7 separate regions of the Mus musculus genome follow, and regions 1, 2, 3, 5, 6 and 7 are each linked to region 4. A link is a contact called in public Hi-C and HiChIP or PLAC-seq data. All regions are on one chromosome and are shown on one strand. Each heading gives the region's core, a stretch centred on a gene start, on an enhancer-like site or on the middle of the called end of the contact. The rest is flanking DNA. Distances are from core to core; before and after follow the strand shown. Region 1 overlaps Arhgap15 (Rho GTPase activating protein 15). Region 2 has its middle 81 kb from the start of 1700019E08Rik. Region 3 has its middle 120 kb from the start of 1700019E08Rik. Region 4 holds the start of Gtdc1 (glycosyltransferase-like domain containing 1). Region 5 overlaps Arhgap15 (Rho GTPase activating protein 15). Region 6 overlaps Arhgap15 (Rho GTPase activating protein 15). Region 7 has its middle 210 kb from the start of 1700019E08Rik.

Region 1 (2,700 bases), core at 87-2,586, 780 kb before region 4:
TCCACTGAGATCCTACTAAGTGCTTTGGTATAAAAATAAAACTTTACGTTGCTATTTCCCGTTGCTTGAAATCCAGTCCCCTAAAGTGCAGATTGTATTGCCATAACTAGACAAGTTTTCTCCCAGCCCCGCTAACTTTATTCTCCTCATTCTTTTCTACTTTGGAATAATCTATGATAGCTGGATCCAGGCACGCACTAAAGGCTGATCCATCTATGAAAAATGTGCAATTTGTACTGCTTGGTTTCTGACGAGAGTCTTGCAAACTTTTATGATTCCATCCTCTTCCCGAGAGACTTCTGCTTCCTAGTTTTATAAGCAGTGAGTGAAAAAAAAAAAGTAATAAAAACAAAAACAAACTGATAAAAATTACATGCTTTAAACAAATCTAGAGAACAAGATAAGCAGTTTTTCTTTTTCTCTCGAGAATATTTGTGGACTTGAAAAAAATAATGTCCCTAAGGGAATAAGCTATGTTGGTGTTTGTTGTTTGTTTGTTTTGGTTTGGATTTTTCTCACTTTTATGTCTATAGCTGAGTGTCCAAATGCACTTCATTGCGCAGGATTCTCAATGAAGCTCTTGAGAGTATGCTTCAAATTAACTTAGCTTTTCTTTCTGAGTTAAAATTAAGACCAGTTTTTTTTTTGTTTTTTTTTTTTGCCTCTCGGTGTTTTGTTTTGTTTTTGTTTTAATGCAACCACAGAGACAGCCACCTTCCTGACAGCACTGTTGTGCGACATCCAAGTTGGAGCTGGCTCTTTCGGGTAGTCATGCTGGGGCCTCCGTGTCTGTAAGAAAGCCACATTGAGGGCTAAGAGGGAAGACAATCCCAAACAGAGTAAACAGGAAAGAGCCAGTAAGAGTATAAAAGAGAAACCAGGAAAGACAACGGAAAGAAACCAGAGATGGCAAGGTGGGGAGTTGCGGGTCTGGGTAGATTTTGCAAAGACAAAAGCAATTGTGGACAACAGGGTAGGTCTGTGAGTTCCAAAAGGGAGAAGCACAGGGGTTTTTTCATATCTAGCAAGTTACCCAAAACTTGCTTTTCTGTCTCAGATAAATTTATCCTTGCTTTGAAATGACAGATAGTTCAATCTTGCAATAAACTGTATGTCTTGAATCTTCACAAATTCTGCATACAACGCTGTTATTAATTAATTCGCTCTACTTATTAGTGGCACTTAATTAAGTTTATCTCCGCTTAGCAACATACAACAGTCTTGTTATCAAAAAGAGCTTAAGCATAACAGAAGTTAGCATAAGAGTGGACGTGCAGTTCAGTCACCAGAGAAGCTAGCTAAGGAACACAGCAGTATGCCTCTGCTCACACCCCATCGGCTGCAGAGATTCCCACACTTTGGGTCCAGACTGCAAAAGAACAGTGTCTCTTCCCAGATAAAGCGTGGGTCTAATTTCTAACATTTACCACAACTCTTAATCCCCATTCTGGAATTTAGGATTTTAAAATACTTTCCACTGGAGTCACTTGGTTTTAAGCCAAAATTAAGACCCTGCACAATTAGCCTTTTATTACGGATAGAGGGTTTAAATAGAGTCAGCATATCAAGATGCAGTACTCTAAAATGTCTTATAGTGGTGTCATTTTATAAAGTAAATTCTTGGTCTGGGAGTTTCTATTAAAAGGTCTTATATTCAGAAGTTAATAGTTCAACCACTAAACACAGTCGAGTTGGGAGCTGACAGGATGTTTTAGCCTGGAAACAAATGTTTACAAAATTTGAAAAAGAGATTATATTTGTTTGGAACACTTTCAGGTTTTCAATAATCAGAAACAAAAAATAATTATTACAAGGCATTCAAAGATTTTCAGATATTTGTTGTCCTGGGAATCAATAAACGACATGACCTGATAGTTTTGTTTTTTTGTTTTTTGTTTTTTGTTTTTTTAATTCTTGTTACATAATGAAAACTGACTCATTAAAAAATACAAAAACTCTCACAACACTGTCACTATGCTATGGGCAAAAACCTTTTGTTTCTGTTAGAAGAGGAATATATAAATTCTACTTAGATAGGCAACCCTTGGACTTAACATATTAAAATTAAGAAATCTTAAATTGGTTTGGAAAGCATTGAATTAAACTATAATTTATAATTTTTGAGTTTCCATGTGACTAATATTCCCTTTTAAATTAGTAGGATAAGACGGTCTTTCCAATTCCCCTTTTCTATTTGCAAATAAATTATATCCAACAGAAACATCAATATACACACATATATACACACATATACACACATATAGCAAGCCCAATACTTATCCTGGGTAACCCTTTTGTACCAGCCTGAAGCACTGAGCATTAAGTACCTTACTTTAGTACTGTATAATTCTTTTAGCACTGTACTTTGTCATAATTTTCCTGTCTCCTCCAAAGATTAATGTCTTAATGATTCTTTGATTTCTTTAACTTCTCTGGAAAGTTATTTTTATAGTTTAGCAGCCTACAGAGTTAGTAAGTTTTTTTTCTAGGGTTAAAAATAATCTCCTCTTTTCTAGTTTAATCTTTTCACCTAATTTTATACTCTTCAGACCACTTCCTATTTTCAGTTCAGAAAAAGAAAAACAATCAAGCAAGGAGAAAATCAAGGGCAAGGCACTTTGAGAAGAAAAAACAAACTACAAAAACCAAAATAGCTCTTTAAATGATAATGTTGGAAGAGCTCTTGAGGTTCTTGAAGAC
Region 2 (2,849 bases), core at 37-2,536, 850 kb after region 4:
TTTACACTTAGCTCATCAAAATGTGGTTTCGTAAGACCCATTTGATGTCTAAGAACCCTTGTGAGCTTTTTCATAAACTTTTTTTTTTCCTTTTAACCAGGAAGTTAGATTTTGCCAAGAGTCAGTGAAACTTCAACCTGAAAGACTTGGTTTTCTTTCAAATCTTAAAATCCTTAAAGCTGGTGGCAGTTAATGAGCAGGAGTGGGGAGCTTCAGGTCACATGGCCTTTGTTATTTTGAATAGCCTATCAATTCAAATGGCTTGAACCCCCTAGTTTATTGTAGAAAATGCCAAATTCTTGAAAATCATGTAGGAATCACAAGAGAATATAATATTTCCCTGTAGTCTGATAATGGTTCACTAATGTGCCTCTGGGTAATCAGGGCATTAATACCAGGGTTACCTCAGAGACAACCATAAAGAAATGACTCTAGAGATGTGTAGATTGATCATTTTTCTGCATTAAAAGAAAGATAACAGCCTTTTGCCAAATGCTTGTTGCCCTATGTACAGAACTGTTTGTGAAATCAGGAATGAGATAAAACCCTTCAGTGAATGTGCTGATTCAGGTGCACATAGTCGCCTATCTCATAGCTGCTGTTCCAAAGAGCATCTGGGGTAAGAATCACGCATCCGGCCCATCCGTCAAGAGCCTGTGAGCAAGCCAGCAGTGTTTGCACCTGCAGGATGAATTACAGCTTTGTTGAGTGTGGGAAGCTACATAATAAGACACCAGAGTGTTTCTTTCCTCTTACCCCCACCACCATTGCTCCTCGGTGTTTTTGCTTTGTCTTTACCGCCCCGCGTCTCCACCTTTAGACAATCACCGCCAAGATAATGGAGCAAATGTGGCACATTCATCCAAGGATGGGTTGACACAGAGTACACATTGCTTTCATTTGGTTGTTCTTTGGATGAATTCTTCCTTGAGAACAAGATAATGAAAACCATACGGTCATTGAACACAGGAATCTGCGTCACTTTGTTCCCTTGCAACCCGTTTCATTTCACAAAGGCGGGTCCGTCCCCGTGTTGCCTCCAGTCGGAGATCCCAGCCAGCTGGAATCCTGCCCTCTGCAGGCTTGCCCAAATCAGGGAGTGTTGTCATTGAGTTTCTGAGGTTCACCTGAATGACAGAAGCTGTGGGAATGTGGCAGGCCTTGCCAACCTTCTGCATCTCTAAAGCAAAGTGTCCTTTTTAGAATTTGCGTGCATTGTGCTCTGTAACCTTTATTGTGGGAGCTAAAAGATGAGTCAGGATGAGAAGTCAAGAACTGGGCTGTCTTAAGAGCTCTCTCATTGATTAAGAGCATGTACCACACTGAAGACTGAAACTGGGTTCCCAGTGTCCACATCTGGTGACTCAGTCAGTTTTAAATAGAACTTCAGAGAACCCTAAACCCTTACACTTTTGTCCCCCATGGACACATACACAACGCGTGCGAGTACATACACACTGGAGCACATACGTTCCTACACACGCATATACTTTAAAATAACAATATTTTGGTGTTTTAGTCTCATAACTATTATTGATTCTTTATGAATTTCACATCGTGCACCCAAATGCCACTCATTTCCCAGGCCTTCTATATCCACCCTCCACCTTTGCAATATCACCCCCCCCTTCGTCCTTCCCATGGGGAAGAAAACAAAACAAAACAAAGCAAAGTTTTGCCATGGAATCTGCCGTGAGTCACAGTGTGCCACACCCCTTCGCCCAAACAGCTTTACTTGCTAATGCTCATTACAATGAGTCATTGGTCTGGTTCGAGGCCTCTGGCTGCACCATCAATACAGGTTGATCCTCACCAGGACTTCTCTCATATATCTTGTTGCCCTGTGTCATGGAGATCCTGCAGGTTTGGTTCTGCCTTCACGCTCTCCAGTAGCACATAGATCCGGCAGTAGATGTTGGAGCCCTAGATTTGGGCCTGGCTAGTAAATGAGTTTGCCAACCTACCCCCTCTCTCTGGTGGCCATACCACCAGCGCCAGCTCTCCTAAACTCGCCAGCTCTTCCACGCTTATGCCATCAGGGCTAGCTCTTCGGTGCTGCTCAGGCAGAAGGGCTTTCCTGTGTGCTATAGCAATCAAGGAGTAGGGCCAGCTCAGAAAGGCCCTGGGACATCAACATGGCTTCAGGCGGCAGCTCAGAGGACATATGTCTTCATGGTCTTTGGTGATAACATCGACCACAGACACGTAAACACCTACACCAGAGCTAGAGACCCAGACATGGTCCTTTGCTGCAGAAGGGACCGGTCATCACCCTGGCCTCAAGTGGCAACACAGGCCTCTCTTATAAGGCTGTCCCTCACTGCTGTGAGTCTCGAGTTCTGTCTCTTCATAGTAGTACACGGTCTACTCTGCTTCTTTCTCCCCCATCTCGTTACCACTTGCTTATCTAGTGGCGCTTGGACTCTGAGCATCTTTCACTGGCCGGTGCCTAAATGGGGCAGCAGGTGGCCCATTCAATATAATTTAAAAATTTAGAAAGATTTTAAACTTTCATTGACCTCAAGCTTTGAATCGGTGCCTGAAAGACGGTATTATAGAGGCTATAGATGGTTTCTACTTCTTTTCTAGGTGTAATTTTCAGTCTCAGGAATAATTTGTAACTACAACGGCAAGCTCAAATGGCAGGTGTGAATTGAAGGTAAGGAACCATTTGCTGCTTCAAACTCCCTAACTGTGAATGGAGAGGCTGAAAACAATGAAAACACACATGTGATCTTTGACTTTGAGTAAACGACATTGCTCTTAACCTAGTAGTTTGCCATTTATTTTATCCAGACTCCAAAGCAGTATTGTAAAGTGTGTAAATTCATTTCAAGAATACAAAGGTA
Region 3 (2,922 bases), core at 128-2,627, 890 kb after region 4:
ATCATAAAAACTAAAGCAAATGTTTTCAAGAATAAAAGGCTCTTATTTTCACAGAGATGAACGTGGATGGTGGCTAAATGGGCCACAGGGAAAACATTCCGCCACAATGATACCAAATGAGACCTGGTTTAGTCCAAGACTCTGTGATATGCTACTGTGTACACATATTGATCCTCTTTCTGCAAGTGTATGGTGTTTCAGTTAGCTTTATTCTAGAAGGTAGTTTCTGCTTTTCACTAGTTCGAAGACAACCATTACTTATTTTTTCTTTCCCTTTCCTAGAAATTTGTGAATGAACAAATACACCATAAAGCTATTTCTATGCTACTGCCCCTTAGGATGCTTGTTAATGGGAAGCTCCACATTTTCCTAGTTCACTTGACTTTATCTGGAGTTTGGGGCACATTCCCCTTTACTCTCAGGCACTGTGTATTATATAATTTCTATTATTCCTGCCTTTTCACCTCATTCCTTTCCTCACCTTGCAAAATTGTTTTGTACTTTTGAAGGAGGCTTCCTTTTATTAATGAGGAATTAGCCCATGTTTACTTTTTCCCCCTTTGAGGTCAAATTGTATGCCACAGTAACGTATTGCTGAAAATATACAATCTGAAGTTGTTTTACAATCCAACATATTCTCTAAGACTGAAGATGACATCTGCTTCCAATTCACTAAATCTTTTTACTCAGTCTTATCATCTACCCAATAACAATAATCTGATTACTTCTTCAAGGATATATCCTAAGGTTTAAATGAAATATTAAAATACATCATGATAATTATACTTGGTTGGCATTAGCTATGTTCACTCAGTTTTGTAGACCCACTCAGTGCCTTTGCTTGCAGATAAGCTTCATACATGTTTTCAGGTTTGAGCTCATAGCAGAGGGCCTGAAAAATCCTTCTTCAATGTCTAATAAAAGGGAGTCCCAGGGAAGCAGAGAGGGCATGCACATAGCACTGATTCAAAAGGTACAAGAACCCATCTTGGTAGAAAAGAACAGGCTTTTACAGTTTGGAAAGCAAATTCTTACTAATATTGGCACATTATGTTTTCCTCTCCAACCCTATGCTGTCATAAACTTCTTGTCTACTACATTAGCATAATGTAAGATGTGATTGGGTAGAAAACATGAATGAAAGGGATAATAAAAATGTTTGCTTGAAACACTAGCTGAACTCATTTTGCTACCTCCACATTTTCACATAAAGGAAAAAATGGGTTAATAAACCAGATGCCATAGCCACAGTCACACATCATCTAAGTCAGGACTAAGTTCAAATGTTAGAACTGCTATCCTGGCTCTTCCTAAGCATCATTCTCTTCCCATGGGAGGGCGCCTTCCCTGAGTAACACATTATAAGTGATTTCTGGGCATGGAAGACAGAGATTACAGTTGCAGAAATTGGATCCTGGCTTCTTTCACTGCTTAAAGGAAGTGACTGGGCTGTTTGGATTGTCTCCTCTGTTTTTTGAAGCTTTACTATGAAACTTATCGACTTGAAACTTGTTCCAACGTCTCAAGTTCCTTGCCACAGATAGAGTTTTTATCTTAAAGGAATCTTTCATTTTCTTTGTCTGCGCAATGTTCCAGGGCCTGGATATCATCTAGTCTTTGGGTAACATCTTCCAGATTTGTTTTCAGCTGATTACATGTTGCTGAACAATCACGTTTTCTATCCTAAACAGCACAAACCCAAGTGTTGACAGTGTTGGCTCCTAGCCATGAGAAACGTGAGGACACGGCATGAGGCTTTGACAAGCATGCTTGATCTTAACTATTCTGAAAGAGCTACACACCCTGAAAGAGTGGAAATGGAAATCTCTTCAATGTTGAGACATGAACAAGGGTGTGGGGCCCAGTCTCTGTTGTGGCTGCTCCTGCCTTCTACTGTCCCCTCTTCGTGACAATGCAATCATTTCAGAATTCTCTGAACAATTTCTTACACTTTAATACACATAAGTGTTTCTATTGGAGCCAAGGACTGTATCCAAGAAGCCCCTCTGGGAATGAGAGTGGCAGCAAATACCCATGTTTTTTTTTAGGAGAACATTGCAGACTTAAGATATCAGAAAGAGTAGAAAAGTCTTGAATGGGGGTTCCTTTTTTTCTAGTTTTAGCTTCTCATTAAGCTTCTGTTTATTTGTTTGTTTGTTTGTTTTTGCCTAGTTTTTTTCCCTCATAGACTGCAGTAAGACTATGCCCTATATGCCTACACAATTGTAACAAGCCTTTAATTTGATTTTATTTCCAGTCCACCAAAAAGGGAGCATTGTTCTGAGCTAGAATGAAAGAAAGACAGACAAGTGTCTACAACCAAGGAGTCAGCTGAGGTTGGAGAGTCGAAACTAAAACAGTTGGTATGCACAGCAATTTCCTTAGCAGTACTCAACAACCATGCTCCTAGAAATTAAAACTTCAATGAACCCAGATATGCCTTGGGCAGAATCAACTCCTCTGCTCATGGTTCAACTGTAGAACTGATTCTGTTGGTAGGTCTGAAGAGTTCTGTACTATCATTAAAGTTCAGTCCTCAAATCACAAAATTAGATGTTAAACCATGGGCACAAGGAATGGATGAGTCTACCGGCATTTGTGGGGGTGCTGTGTTGTTTTTAAATTTAAGGAGAATTTACATTATATTTTAAGAATATTTTGCTTATTCTCTGCTAAACATAAAAAATAAAAATAAAGGAGTGTTATGTGGAGGCTGAACTGTCTAATCAGAGGACAGTCAACTCTAACTTACCATGTGGAGGCTGAACTGTCTAATCAGAGGACAGTCAACTCTAACTTACCTCAATATGAAGGCTGAACTGTTTAATCAGAGGACAGTCAACTCTATTTAACTTACCTCAATATGAAGACTGAATTGAAGAAACTCTGATGACTTTGGCCACTACAAACTGAAAAACTATA
Region 4 (2,933 bases), core at 123-2,622:
CTGGAAAATGTAAAATAGTGAAGCTGAATAACACTGCTGAGGTCCCTCACCAACAGAGAGTCCTATTAGTCTAGGATTTATAAGGTAAAACTGTCAGCATGATTTCAGAACAGAAGTAAAGACACTGTGTTGCTATAAAGTGTATTCGTAGGTATGGTTTAAGTTTGTCGGAGTATCCTGATTCAAAATGTGTTTCCCCAATCCTCAATATTAAACTGTTTCATTAAATACAGAACAAGACCCTAAGGACAACAGTGTATAATTCTTCTCAGTTGAAGCTGAGAATCTATTTCACATCAAAACCTGGAATGTACTAATGAAAATTCAGTATCTCACTGGGTATGTGGGTTCCAACATGAAACTCTTGTCACTGATAAAGCTTAAGGTAAACGGGTTAATAAGACACAATAAAATGGCTCTGTTGAGTTATACTGCCTTTTCCCCCACAGCAGTTCCTTTACCTAACCACTACAGTAAGCTTTAAAGTCAACTTCAGGGGTGCTAAGTCACGCAAGCTGGGCACAGAGGGGACGATGATCCTCAGCGTGGAGAACGATCGCCTTCAATTCACGTTTTCCATTTCCTTAACTGTGATACAGATGGGAGGGAAAATGTAAGCCCTTTCCTTTGAACTTCCCAGGGCCTCAAGGCACTAACTTTAAGAATTATTTCAAAGCTTATCCAATGAGGGGTAGTTCTACGACTGTAAAAGTTGCACGAGCCCCGCGAAGTGGGAATTGGGGTGCAGACGCTGCCTATCGCGAGATCGAGGGTTAAACTGATTTATTAATGCAACTTTGCTGTCGTTCGGTTAGTTGTAAAGACTTATTAACTCCAAGAGCCCTTCCTCGCTTTAGAAAGCCCCGTCAGGCGGGATCCTGCGGAAACATCAGGCCTATGCCGAATCCTCTAATGAGGGGCCGCGAGGTGTTGGGTCTCGCCGCCTGAGGTGGATCCCGAGTAGGAAAGCGCAGGCCAGGCCTTGCTGCGCGGGAGCCATGGCACGATGTCCCAGTGTCCGCCTGGACTCTGCCCTTCCCAAGCTCCGCGCTAGGGAAAAGCATCGCCCGGGGCCACAGCGCGGCCGGGCAGAGCAGGAGGCCGCGCGTGCGCCCGGGAAGCGCGGCCCCGGCTCCGCCCTCCTCCCCCTCCGCTCCTCGCGGCCGCCGCCCCACTGGGAACTCCGCGCGGCGCGGCCCCGCGAGGCGGGCGCCGGGAGGGAGGGGCCGCGCTCCCCGCCTCCCGCGGCCAGCGCAGCTCCCAGCCAAGGCGACTCACCTCCTCCTCCTCCTCCTCCTCTCCTCCTCCTCCTCCACGGCTCCCTCCAGGCCACCGACAGCCCAGCTGGCGACGCGCTGACGCCGAGCCCCTCCCCCGCGGCCGCCACCGAGGCCGCAGCCCCTCCCCGCTGCGGCTGCCGCGGCCTTGGGGCGCGTCAGGCGCCGGCCCCGCCCTCGCCCCGCCCCTCCCCGCCCACAAGCCTGAGGCTCCGCCCCCGGACGGCGGCCTCCACGCCTAGTCGGTGACTCAGAGGACGCGCGGTGCTGGGCGAACTCTCCACGGTGGCGCGGCTCCTCACACCTGCTCTCCGCCCACGGGCCCCGCGTACGCTTTCCAGTCAGGCCAGCGCCCCCGCCGCCCCTTCGGCTTTTCCGTACTCTCTCTCACTCCTCTGGTCGCTGCCTCCGCTCGCTCGCGCTGCGGCCTTCTCTTCCCCTGAGAGGTCTGGGGGCTGACTCACCGGCTCGCACGTTCTCAGGCAGGTGGCTAGCCGGCACCTGTAGTCCCCTTCCCTGTCCTTCCGGGCGCGCCTAAGCCTCGGGGACCCCGCAAGGCGAGTGCACACCCTCCTGCAGGTATTGGTCAGCACGCCCCGCTTTCCCCCCCCCCCCCCTCGGAATTCTTGCGGGACCTCTCCTAGCCGATGCTGGCGTTTCCTGTACTTAACTTATATGCAGCCTTTTGGCTGTCGAGACTATACGTATTACAGATGCATCTTAGAGTATTAATAATAACATATCTGCGGTCCCCACAAGAGCAGCTACAGAGCAATTAAAAGTCAGAAAGAATCCAAGAAAGTCTAAATGGTTTCTATTAAAAATAGGAATTTATCTCCCTTACATTTCTGTGAGTCTGAATTAGTGATTTCGTATTTGGGATCACGTTGTGGATTAAATGATTCATGCAAAGACAGAACATGCAACGGTAGGTCTATGCTTTTATCTGGTAACTTCATTTTTAAAGCTACAACTTGGAACAGACTGTAGTGCAGAAATGCATTAAGCATACCAAAATAACAGAGCCTGATTAGGCCTTTGGAGTTACAACCACAAGTTGCTTAAAGTTATGTGAGAAAACATTGTTATCCTTAAATTGAACAGTGAAAACGATCTTCTGTTCTAAACAAAGCCCACACTCTATGTGGACCTCCAAAGCTTAAAACCTCTGTTGACTTGAACAACAGTATCCCGAGCATTTAAAAAGCCTAATAAACCATCTGTCCATCTACTTTTACACAAATTGGGAAACACAAAAAAAGTGAATGCAGAAAGCTGAAAATGAGAATTCCAAATGGCAAATGGATCTAGTAAATCCTTTTTCACAGAATAAAATATTGGGGAAAAGCCCAAAGCCTACTATTATTCATCAATCTGGAAAAAGCCATAATTTTATACATGAATTGTATACTTAAGATCACCGGGAGTCTTTATTATTATTTTGCTGATTAAGATCTGAAGTCCAGAGAAAATGAGTTGCCTAGCCAATATGCCCAGATTTCCCAAGACCTGTCTCACATACTTGTCAGCATAGGATTTAGAGCTACAAGCATAAAGTCACTTAAGGTCCAAATTCGTTGACATTGAGGCTCTGTCTCAGTATCCGTGGTCTGTGAGTGTGAGCTTAGGTAATGCTGTCAGAAGCCATCTCACCCT
Region 5 (2,700 bases), core at 189-2,688, 820 kb before region 4:
ATAATCTATTGCAGATTTCAGGTTACCAAAAACTTAGAGAAAAGAATCACAGCCAAACACTTAGCATTGTTGCATGTCAAAGGAAGGCTACTGTAATTTCCCCCCTTGGGCATGTATTTTTCATATTATTATGCATAATTATGCATATAAATTTCAATATATTTCCATATTATATTCAAAACTCTCCAATTGTGAATACGTAGAATAAAACAATTGATGGCAATTATTGCATTTGGAGTTAAGTCCTAGTCACTGGAAGCACTGGGCCAGCAGTGGGCGCCTCAAGCAGCCGAAAAGGCTCCCTTGAACATTCTTCTGGATTTAAGAACAATTTTTCTAATAAAGTCAATCTGGGATTAAAGAGGCAAAAGGAGGTGCTGACAAAGAAACCAGAAATGATGGTTAAGAAGTTTGGATTCCAGCTTTGCTCCAAGTCTTCCTTTGTTGCCTCGGGCAAGTGACTTCACAACTGAGTCTTTCTCGTCCCCCAAACTGGGGACAGTTACACTTTGTTCTTTCCGGGGTTTTTTTCTTTTTTCAGATTTAATATTTCATGTTTCTGAGACAGCAATCTGAAACGTGCCCAAAAGAATAAGGTTTTCTGATGTTTTCAAAAATCAAAGAAAGAAAAAGAGTGGGAGAGAGGGAGAGAGGAGAAGTTGGAGAGAGAGGGGAGAGAGAGAGAGAGAGAGAGAGAGAGAGATTGGAAAATTTACTACATTTGAATCTTTTGGGGGAAAGGAATAGAGTATTTGGTGTAACACTTTGCTTAGGAGGTCTGAAAGAGTGATAGGAAAGCAGAAAGCAGTTTAGCTTATGACAGGCCTGCTGACCCAGGTCTCTATAGGACCCCGAGGGGTTTCAAAATAGCCCGAAAGCAACACATATCCGGACCACAGCAAGCGACAAAATGACAGGAGTCTTTCTGAGCTTTTTCTTAGGGTTTGAATTCTCCTTTAGAAATGTATGTTATGAATTATGATTACTGCGCTACAGCCAAGTATTCACCGGGCTCCAGCTAGATCTTTGTTTAGCGAGCATAAGCTCCCTGCCAGCTGCAAACTGCAGCTGTCTGTCAGCATTTGTAAGGACAAACTACGCTGCTATCCCTGATCACTTAGCTGTAGACTACACACTGTGTCCTCAGATACGCTCGGCGCACCCTTCGCATGCGTTTTCAATACACTTCCTGTGGGGGTAGGCAACAGTGCTTTGCACGCACATTTTGGAGCAAATAGCTTGACGCTTATGTCAAAATAATTCTTCAAATAATAGAGGGTTTTGTCCCCCCAAACACTTCTTTCTGAGAGGCTGTGTCTGGCGTGACATTTTCCCATCCCTGATATCACCAAGCAGACAAGGGAGGTTGCCACGCTTACACTCACTGCACAGGCCTGCCGAGCCAGCCAAGAGTGCAAGCCCAGGCCAGGCGCCGGTCTCAGCGCTCGGGAATGTGGGGGTGAGAAGGCCACCTGGAAGGGTGAAGGAGGCAGGGCAGAGTGGCCATTGCCCTGCAACATGGTCTGGAGCTGCAGGCAAGACATAAAGAATTCTTATCTCAGCCCAAATCCCATCCAGAATGTGCAAACTGGACCGAAAACTCTGTGGCTTTCCAAGAAGGGGCTTTGAAAGATGATTTTAGACTAGAATTTGTCGGCCTTCTAGGGGTGTGTGTGTTTTCTGTAATCTCTAGGCACATTTGGCTAGGGGGAAGCTGGCGGCAGCCGACCAGATTAATTAAAGTGTTTGCAGGGTTAGTGAAAGTCTACGGTGTTTTCATCATCAGAGTTAAGTCATACGGGGACAGCAATTTGGAGAACACTCCGAGAATTATCCTAGAAACTTAGGAACGGCCAGCTTGGCTTTCCCCAGTCATTGCTTACCTGGTAAACCTAATACTGAAAGGTCTTTGGGTTAGAGTCACTCCTTTTATACTCGCTGCCATCAGAGCCTGGTTGAGGATAGGTCATTTGGGGATATTTTAATGATTCTATTTTCTAGTAAAGAAAAAAAAAAAAAAGGTGGAATTGTTCCCGTTCACAGGGGTATTATGAGAACTGCGTTTTGCTACAGAACAGTATTGTTTCCACAAGGAATGTTCTTTCCTGAGAGAAGAGGCACAATGCAAATTCAAGTTCACAGCAAAACTGTACAATATGTAGCACATGCCCAAAGTTGGCCTAATTCACTCAGCGAAGAAGAAAATATCCTAAAGTTTGGAAAGATAGACACCTCTCGCTCTCCCTCTCCCTCTCCCTCTCCCTCTCCCTCTCCCTCTCCCTCTCCCTCTCCCTCTCCCTCTCCCTCTCCCTCTCCCTCTCCCTCTCCCTCTCCCTCTCCCTCTCCCTCTCCCTCTCCCTCTCCCTCTCCCTCTCCCTCTCCCTCTCCCTCTCCCTCTCCCTCTCCCCCTCCCCCTCCCTCTCCCCCCTCCCCCTTCCCCTCCCTCTCCCCCCTCCCCCTTCCCCTCCCTCTCCCCCCTCCCCCTTCCCCTCCCCCTCTCCCTCTCCCTCTCCCTCTCCCTCTCCCCCCTCCCCGTGTATGTGTGTGTGTGTGTGTGTGTATGCCCATGTGCGCATGCACATTCTCGCACTTGAGTGTTTAGGGTTATGTGTGTTTATCAGCAGGGGAGCAGAGACCTCCGAACATAAACACGTTCTTTCCCACAAGTTTAACATATACACAATGCTTGGAATAGTTTCT
Region 6 (2,700 bases), core at 121-2,620, 950 kb before region 4:
ATGTCATGCTGATAATAAACTCAGAGATATATTACAGAGGATCTGCCTGTATTTTCTTTTTAAATGCTTTTGGCATGAACATAATGGCGTGTGTGCACAGACTCACCCGCAGTGCCTAAATTCTATTTTTTTTAAGGTTTTGGTTATGAAGTAGTGCAAAATTTCAAAATCAAATTATTCAATGCAGAAATGTTAACTTACAGAGAAGCTGGGAAGACAGGGCTATAAATTTTTGTTAACGGACAGTGCAGAGAGATTAGAATTATACAGACATGCAATGTTGCATTTTCATCTCTAGTCAAGAGTTTTATCACCATATTATCTTGTGTTGCTTCTGGGGAAGCGACAAACAGTAGGTTTGGCCATCTCAGGGACAGAGGTCTCTGGAAACTGCACCTGCTCGTTATGTGAGAAATCCTTCTGTGGGCAGAGAGAAGGATTTCAGCATTATTCTCAAACTGTTGCCTAATTCTTATAACTTGTGCATGTATTTTTTTTTTTTTTGAGTCATGATTGTACAATCTGTTACCCATTTTGGGATAAAAACACTATTGAAATCAAGCATACTGACTTAACCAAGCTGCATTTTTTTCATGAATCGGGTTGTAAAGTTGATTGTCACTGTGCAGCCATGTCTTGTGTAAATTCACACACACACACACACACACACACACACACACACACACACACACGGAAGGGCATCATTTAACAATTTACTCTTCTCAAATAAGGAGCTTTTTCTGTTGTCGTTGTTGTCGTCTTCCTTCTGATCTTCACGTCTTTGAAACACCATGAGTCACGGTGTTTCCCATGTAACAAGCAGCTCGGTTCTTTATTGTCTGCGAGGCTTCCATGTACTGCAGCAAATTTGAATTGGATATGTTGTGTTCAAATTGATAGTACTGAGTAAGCCAAGAAATGCGTGCCTTTTCCTTTAAATGGGAGCTGCGGCAAGGCACAGTTATGGTATGGTATACTGAACAAGTCAGTCGGCACTGACCAAAATGTTGATGGATATACAGCAGATCAAAACGAGGAGAGTCATTTTGAAGTGCTCGGTATCTGTCTGACATGATAGGCTTATGAATTTATACCCCTTTGCAAAAAAGAGTCTTCACATTATTTTGTCAGTTTGTTTCAATTTGAGAGGTGTAGAAAATTGGTATTCATTTTTTTGATATAACCCTTAAATTGTACAATTTAAGAAAACTGGCTGAAAGAGATAAATTAAATGGGTAGAAATATTTTCAAATCAAAGACCGACTGACATATATAAAAATGATGTATGTTTCTTACATGGTCCACAGGGGGAATTCTGCAGGCTTGCTATGATCTCTACAATTTGCTTCAGGGCAAACTAGATTCTGGGATATTCTATTATCCCTTTGGTCTGTTTATCATGGAAACTGATGTACAATCGAGAGTCCTTTTGGTCTTTCTTTCTGTCAGGCTGGAACTGGAAGGAATTCACTTATCTCGTCTGCTCACCTCCAGGAAACTGCTGCCGCAGAGTTCAGTGACCAGTAATCAATTATTATTGAGAAGCAATCAATTGCTAATTTCCATAATTATGCACATCTAAACACTATGAACAAGGAAGAGAAACAAAGCCGCACTCCAAGCCTTGCCTTGTTAGCAGTATTTTGTTAACACAGGCTCTAAAAAAAGCTGCCGCAGCTGGTACCACAAATGTGTTTCCAGTATTCAGGCCATCAACGTGATTCGTCGCTAAATGTATAGAATCAGCTTCTTGCTAAAAACTACAATTACAGGTGATATACAGATTGAAATCACAGGGCTGGTTTGTCGAAGAAAATTGTCCTAATGATGGGTTTTCGGATGGGGAACGCAGCTCTTTTCTTTCTCTGTGATGGGTTGTGAAGGCAGCTGCACCTGCCTCTATGCTGTATTCTGCCGCACTTAATGATATCTGATGATATCATTAGGCAAAGTGTTCATAAACAGATGTTGAGCCTGTGCCTAAATGCTGTCAGATGAGCGGTTGCTGGCCTGAAACAGTATTATTTATATAGAACATTTACGTTTGTTATGTTAATAACCCCACTATTAGCTCTCTGGATGTTGCGTTAGGAATGTAAATGTAGTTAATATGAATAACAACCTCTTTACTCTTTGTGCTGCGGTTGGGTATAACTTTTAGGCTTTGGGAGAGAAACAAAGATACCCCCACCAAGTCCTTTTGACTTAGTGATTTTTTTTTTTTTTTTGGCACCACTTGAAATTTTGATCAGAAGATAAATAGTAAAAATCAATAGGACAGATGTTAAATATCAGACTCTGGTTTTCTGGACAGTAGTAAACTTAGAGAACCCAATATCTCCGTATTTTCTCCCATGAGCCCAGGCCATCCACCTGATGTATCAGAGTGGTCATTGTGGATCCCCAATGACAAGTGTCCATCTCAAAAATTCCTAAACACTCTATCATCCATCAGCCTGATGTGGTTGGGCCCATGATCTTGTTTTTGTTTTGTTTCCTAACAGCACTACATTTCTAGACCCATGTACCAAGACATGGTGGTCATGGGTCTTAGCCATGTTTTTCTGGTTTTGTTGATGACTTAGCCATTACTGTGATGTCATGATTGCAATGCCTAGAAAAATTGCAACGCCTAGAGAATTCCATGTGTATTTAAGTCAAAGTCGAATTTTATGTCTCATAGTTAATTCATGCAGAGTA
Region 7 (2,722 bases), core at 97-2,596, 980 kb after region 4:
GAGCTGAGTTGAACCAGCCAGCTAGAGATCAATACAAGCTAGAAAGGGTGAACTTACTCAGCAGGAAGCCTCTAAGATGGCAATTACATCTAGTGAATAAAAGATACTTTTACAATAAATAAACATGGTGGATGGGATTGATGAAACCGACATGAGGTATGTATTGGGGTACCTTTTCCTCAATGACTTTAAGAAACTTGAAAGTTGCTCTAATGAATACTGTAATTGTCTATATCTGTGTAATTTCGGTTTCTTACAAATAGCTTTCTCTTAAAATGCTAGGAAAAAAATTTAGGAGGGTAAAATCCTCAAAATTATTTTCCAGACCAGATTTATTTTGGCAGTCACATTTAGGAATCTCTGTAGCATACCAAATTCTGAGGATTGTATTTGGACACACATCCATAACTGTAGTCATCAGTTTACTGACAACCATCTGCTTGGACATTACTTCCACCTCCTAATAACTAATGTTAGATTGAAATGGCAACCGATATTCTCAGCAGCAAAGGTTTTTAAAAAGGCAACACTATTCTTACACACAGTTATAAGTCAACTATTGATCCTATCTCATTGTTCAAACACATTTAGATAATATTATCTAAGGCTTTCCATCACTACCAAGATCTTTACAAAGCTCATATCCATTCATTTTTGCCTCTTTATTTATAGCTTTTCCTCTTAGCAAATTCCACTGATGCATTCTAGTACTTCAGTTAAAGGAACATTTTTTGTAATTGCCTTATTTGTCCTGGGCATTTGAGCATGTCAGAGCACACTTCAGTAAATTGTAGATGCCTTTCTGCTCTGTAATACTATTTTAGATCACTATTTATGTATATCTTATGGTCTTTGAAACTTATGTCTTACATATTGTGTGGACATTTTCAATGTGTGCATGAGTGTGTGTTTGTTTATGTGTGTCTGCATCTGCATCTATTTTCTACCACTGTGTGTGTGTGTGTGTGTGTGTGTATGTGTGTGTGTGATAAATCAGAAGTCCAGAAAGGATTTCTTTTTTAAATACTTCCTGTTCTTAGGAGGATTTCCATCTCTTAGTGCTGCTTCCTTCTGTCAATACATTCCACTATCAGTATATTCTTACAGTTAGAGTGGTCCATTGGCCACCAGTTCCCCATGTTTCATGTTCTCAAAAATTGTAGCTGAAAAAAAAAATCCCAGTTTAAATTTTCAAGCAAAAACATCTGCAAAGAACCTTATTGTCTATTAGGCTAAAATTAGATCAAGTACTTATCCCTGGATCTAGGCTGTTCATGTAAAAGGAGGCCAAGATCTGATTAGGCAAGTCTGAAAGACACATCAGCATATGAAACTGGAGAGTTGAATGCCAGGAAAAGCCCAAGCCTGTGTGAAAGGTCGTGAGTTAGCATTGAAATTAGGGGAGAAGTGGATACTAGCAGATTATTCCAAGATTGTGTTTCTTGTCTTTCCTAAAGTAAAACAAAACATAGAAACAGAAAAATAGAAGTCTGAGTATATTGCATTAAAAGCTTGGACTTGAACTATACATTAGGAACTACTAAAAATTAGACATACTTTGGAAGTTATCTGAGTAAGTTTTGTTTTTCTTTGTTTGTTTTATTTTTTCATTCCATTAACTTATTTATTTACTTTCGTTACATCCCAATTGTAGCTCCCCTTTCTTTCTAGTTACCCCTACAACTCCTAACCCAACTCTCTCTTTCTCCTTCTCCTCTGGGAAACAAGAGGGTCCCTTGTATACCAACCTACACTGGCACATCAAGTCACTGAAAGACTAGGCACAAACTCTCCAACTGAAGACAGACAAGGTAACCCAGTTGGGGGAACAGGATCCATGAACATACAACAGAGTCAAGGGCACACCTGCATGTTGGGGGACCTGCATGAAGACCAAATTGCCTATCTGCTACATAAATGTCTTTGGTGAGGGGTGGGGGGTGGGGGTGGGGTGGCTAGATCCAGCCTATGAATGTCCATTGTTTAGTAGTTTAGTCTCTGAGAGCCCCTAAGATTCCAGATTAGTTGACTTTGTTGGTCTTCTTGTGGACCACTCTGGGTTACTCAATCTTTCTCCCAATTCTTCCACAAGATTCTCCAAACTATCAAATGTTTGGCTGTGGGTCTCTGCATCTGCTTCAGTCAGCTGCTGGGTGGGACCTCTCAGAGGACAGTTTGTCTAGGCTCATGTCTGGAAGCATAATAGAGTCTCATTATTAGTGTCAGTATATCCATATTTATCATCCTGTACAAAATTCAAGAACTTGTGGATCAAGAAATATAAAGTTGGATACACTAAATCTAATAGAAGAGAAAGTAGAAAATAGCCTTGAACACATTGGTACAGGAGATAATTTTTTGAATAAAACACCAAAGGCTCAGGCTCTAAGATCAACAATTAATAAATGGAACCTCGTGGTAACCTAGACATCCCTCAGCCAAAGATTGGATATAGAAAATGTGGCTCATTTACACAATGGAATGCTATTCAGCTATTTAAAACATGGGCATCATGAATTTTTGAGGCAAATGGAGGGCACTGGAAAAATCTTCCTGAGTGAGGTAGCCCATACCCAAAAGGATGTGCATAATATGTAATCACTGTTAAGTGGATATTAACCATAAATTACAGGATACCCATGATATACCCCATAGACCCAAAGAAGCTAAACAAGATGGAAAGCCCAAGTGAGAATGCATGAATCCCACTTAGAAGGGGGAA

What was found. A called contact is a pair of places that touch in the nucleus more often than the background predicts. HiChIP or PLAC-seq counts read pairs in DNA pulled down with a chosen protein or histone mark.
Region 1: a Hi-C map of muscle stem cells shows a contact between it and region 4, with 2.3 times the contacts expected there. The contact joins the enhancer-like site here to the promoter of Gtdc1 in region 4. A contact is called at or near these places in 10 of 39 promoter capture datasets (the 3T3-L1 cell line, 3T3-L1-derived adipocytes, the HPC-7 cell line and 6 more), 9 of 484 Hi-C or Micro-C datasets (the C2C12 cell line, adipose-derived mesenchymal stem cells, liver and 4 more) and 6 of 115 datasets of contacts at active chromatin or transcription factors (astrocytes, embryonic fibroblasts, embryonic limb bud and 3 more).
Region 2: a Hi-C map of adipose-derived mesenchymal stem cells shows a contact between it and region 4, with 3 times the contacts expected there. The contact joins the enhancer-like site here to the promoter of Gtdc1 in region 4. A contact is called at or near these places in 5 of 39 promoter capture datasets (the C10 cell line, the HPC-7 cell line, cranial neural crest and 2 more), 1 of 484 Hi-C or Micro-C datasets (adipose-derived mesenchymal stem cells) and 3 of 115 datasets of contacts at active chromatin or transcription factors (bone marrow-derived macrophages, large pre-B cells and stem cell-derived neural progenitor cells).
Region 3: a contact with region 4 is called in a Hi-C map of the N1E-115 cell line, with 2.3 times the contacts expected there. The contact joins the enhancer-like site here to the promoter of Gtdc1 in region 4. A contact is called at or near these places in 5 of 39 promoter capture datasets (the 3T3-L1 cell line, 3T3-L1-derived adipocytes, liver and 1 more), 1 of 484 Hi-C or Micro-C datasets (the N1E-115 cell line) and 1 of 115 datasets of contacts at active chromatin or transcription factors (bone marrow-derived macrophages).
Region 5: an H3K27ac HiChIP or PLAC-seq map of heart atrium shows a contact between it and region 4, with 8 times the contacts expected there. The contact joins the enhancer-like site here to the promoter of Gtdc1 in region 4. A contact is called at or near these places in 9 of 39 promoter capture datasets (the 3T3-L1 cell line, 3T3-L1-derived adipocytes, embryonic stem cells and 5 more), 1 of 15 datasets of contacts at CTCF or cohesin (the NIH/3T3 cell line), 9 of 484 Hi-C or Micro-C datasets (adipose-derived mesenchymal stem cells, beige adipocytes, cerebral cortex and 4 more), 7 of 115 datasets of contacts at active chromatin or transcription factors (the NIH/3T3 cell line, astrocytes, bone marrow-derived macrophages and 4 more) and 1 of 9 other capture datasets (embryonic stem cells).
Region 6: a contact with region 4 is called in an H3K4me3 HiChIP or PLAC-seq map of forebrain, with 4 times the contacts expected there. The contact joins the enhancer-like site here to the promoter of Gtdc1 in region 4. A contact is called at or near these places in 3 of 39 promoter capture datasets (the 3T3-L1 cell line, 3T3-L1-derived adipocytes and hippocampal neurons), 1 of 15 datasets of contacts at CTCF or cohesin (the NIH/3T3 cell line), 3 of 484 Hi-C or Micro-C datasets (cerebral cortex and cortical neurons), 4 of 115 datasets of contacts at active chromatin or transcription factors (SST interneurons, astrocytes, embryonic forebrain and 1 more) and 1 of 9 other capture datasets (embryonic tail).
Region 7: a contact with region 4 is called in an H3K27ac HiChIP or PLAC-seq map of large pre-B cells, with 5 times the contacts expected there. The contact joins the enhancer-like site here to the promoter of Gtdc1 in region 4. A contact is called at or near these places in 3 of 39 promoter capture datasets (the 3T3-L1 cell line, cranial neural crest and pre-B cells) and 1 of 115 datasets of contacts at active chromatin or transcription factors (large pre-B cells).

The regions. Positions count from the first base shown.
Region 1 is chr2:44,147,420-44,150,119 of GRCm38.p6, forward strand. All of the region lies in intron 10 of Arhgap15 (Rho GTPase activating protein 15), which reads left to right. Among named protein-coding and RNA genes, the nearest start is that of Arhgap15os, 83 kb to the left of the region's middle. Within about 2 kb of position 1,337, at least 29 of the 459 cell types and tissues checked have an H3K27ac peak or open chromatin away from gene starts, as enhancers often do. A contact at or near this core is called in the C2C12 cell line, astrocytes, heart atrium and 2 more, where this site is marked.
Region 2 is chr2:45,775,920-45,778,768 of GRCm38.p6, forward strand. No RefSeq gene overlaps it. Among named protein-coding and RNA genes, the nearest start is that of 1700019E08Rik, 81 kb to the left of the region's middle. Within about 2 kb of position 1,287, at least 72 of the 459 cell types and tissues checked have an H3K27ac peak or open chromatin away from gene starts, as enhancers often do. A contact at or near this core is called in adipose-derived mesenchymal stem cells, where this site is marked.
Region 3 is chr2:45,816,779-45,819,700 of GRCm38.p6, forward strand. No RefSeq gene overlaps it. Among named protein-coding and RNA genes, the nearest start is that of 1700019E08Rik, 120 kb to the left of the region's middle. Within about 2 kb of position 1,378, at least 9 of the 459 cell types and tissues checked have an H3K27ac peak or open chromatin away from gene starts, as enhancers often do. A contact at or near this core is called in the N1E-115 cell line, where this site is marked.
Region 4 is chr2:44,925,864-44,928,796 of GRCm38.p6, forward strand. It overlaps Gtdc1 (glycosyltransferase-like domain containing 1), which reads right to left and starts at 1,373. Exons shown (of 11, transcript NM_001362987.1): 1 at 1,279-1,373.
Region 5 is chr2:44,103,638-44,106,337 of GRCm38.p6, forward strand. All of the region lies in intron 8 of Arhgap15 (Rho GTPase activating protein 15), which reads left to right. Among named protein-coding and RNA genes, the nearest start is that of Arhgap15os, 40 kb to the left of the region's middle. Within about 2 kb of position 1,439, at least 93 of the 459 cell types and tissues checked have an H3K27ac peak or open chromatin away from gene starts, as enhancers often do. A contact at or near this core is called in adipose-derived mesenchymal stem cells, astrocytes, cerebral cortex and 4 more, where this site is marked.
Region 6 is chr2:43,977,026-43,979,725 of GRCm38.p6, forward strand. All of the region lies in intron 6 of Arhgap15 (Rho GTPase activating protein 15), which reads left to right. Among named protein-coding and RNA genes, the nearest start is that of Arhgap15os, 87 kb to the right of the region's middle. Within about 2 kb of position 1,371, at least 28 of the 459 cell types and tissues checked have an H3K27ac peak or open chromatin away from gene starts, as enhancers often do. A contact at or near this core is called in SST interneurons, cerebral cortex, cortical neurons and 3 more, where this site is marked.
Region 7 is chr2:45,907,750-45,910,471 of GRCm38.p6, forward strand. No RefSeq gene overlaps it. Among named protein-coding and RNA genes, the nearest start is that of 1700019E08Rik, 210 kb to the left of the region's middle. Within about 2 kb of position 1,347, at least 8 of the 459 cell types and tissues checked have an H3K27ac peak or open chromatin away from gene starts, as enhancers often do.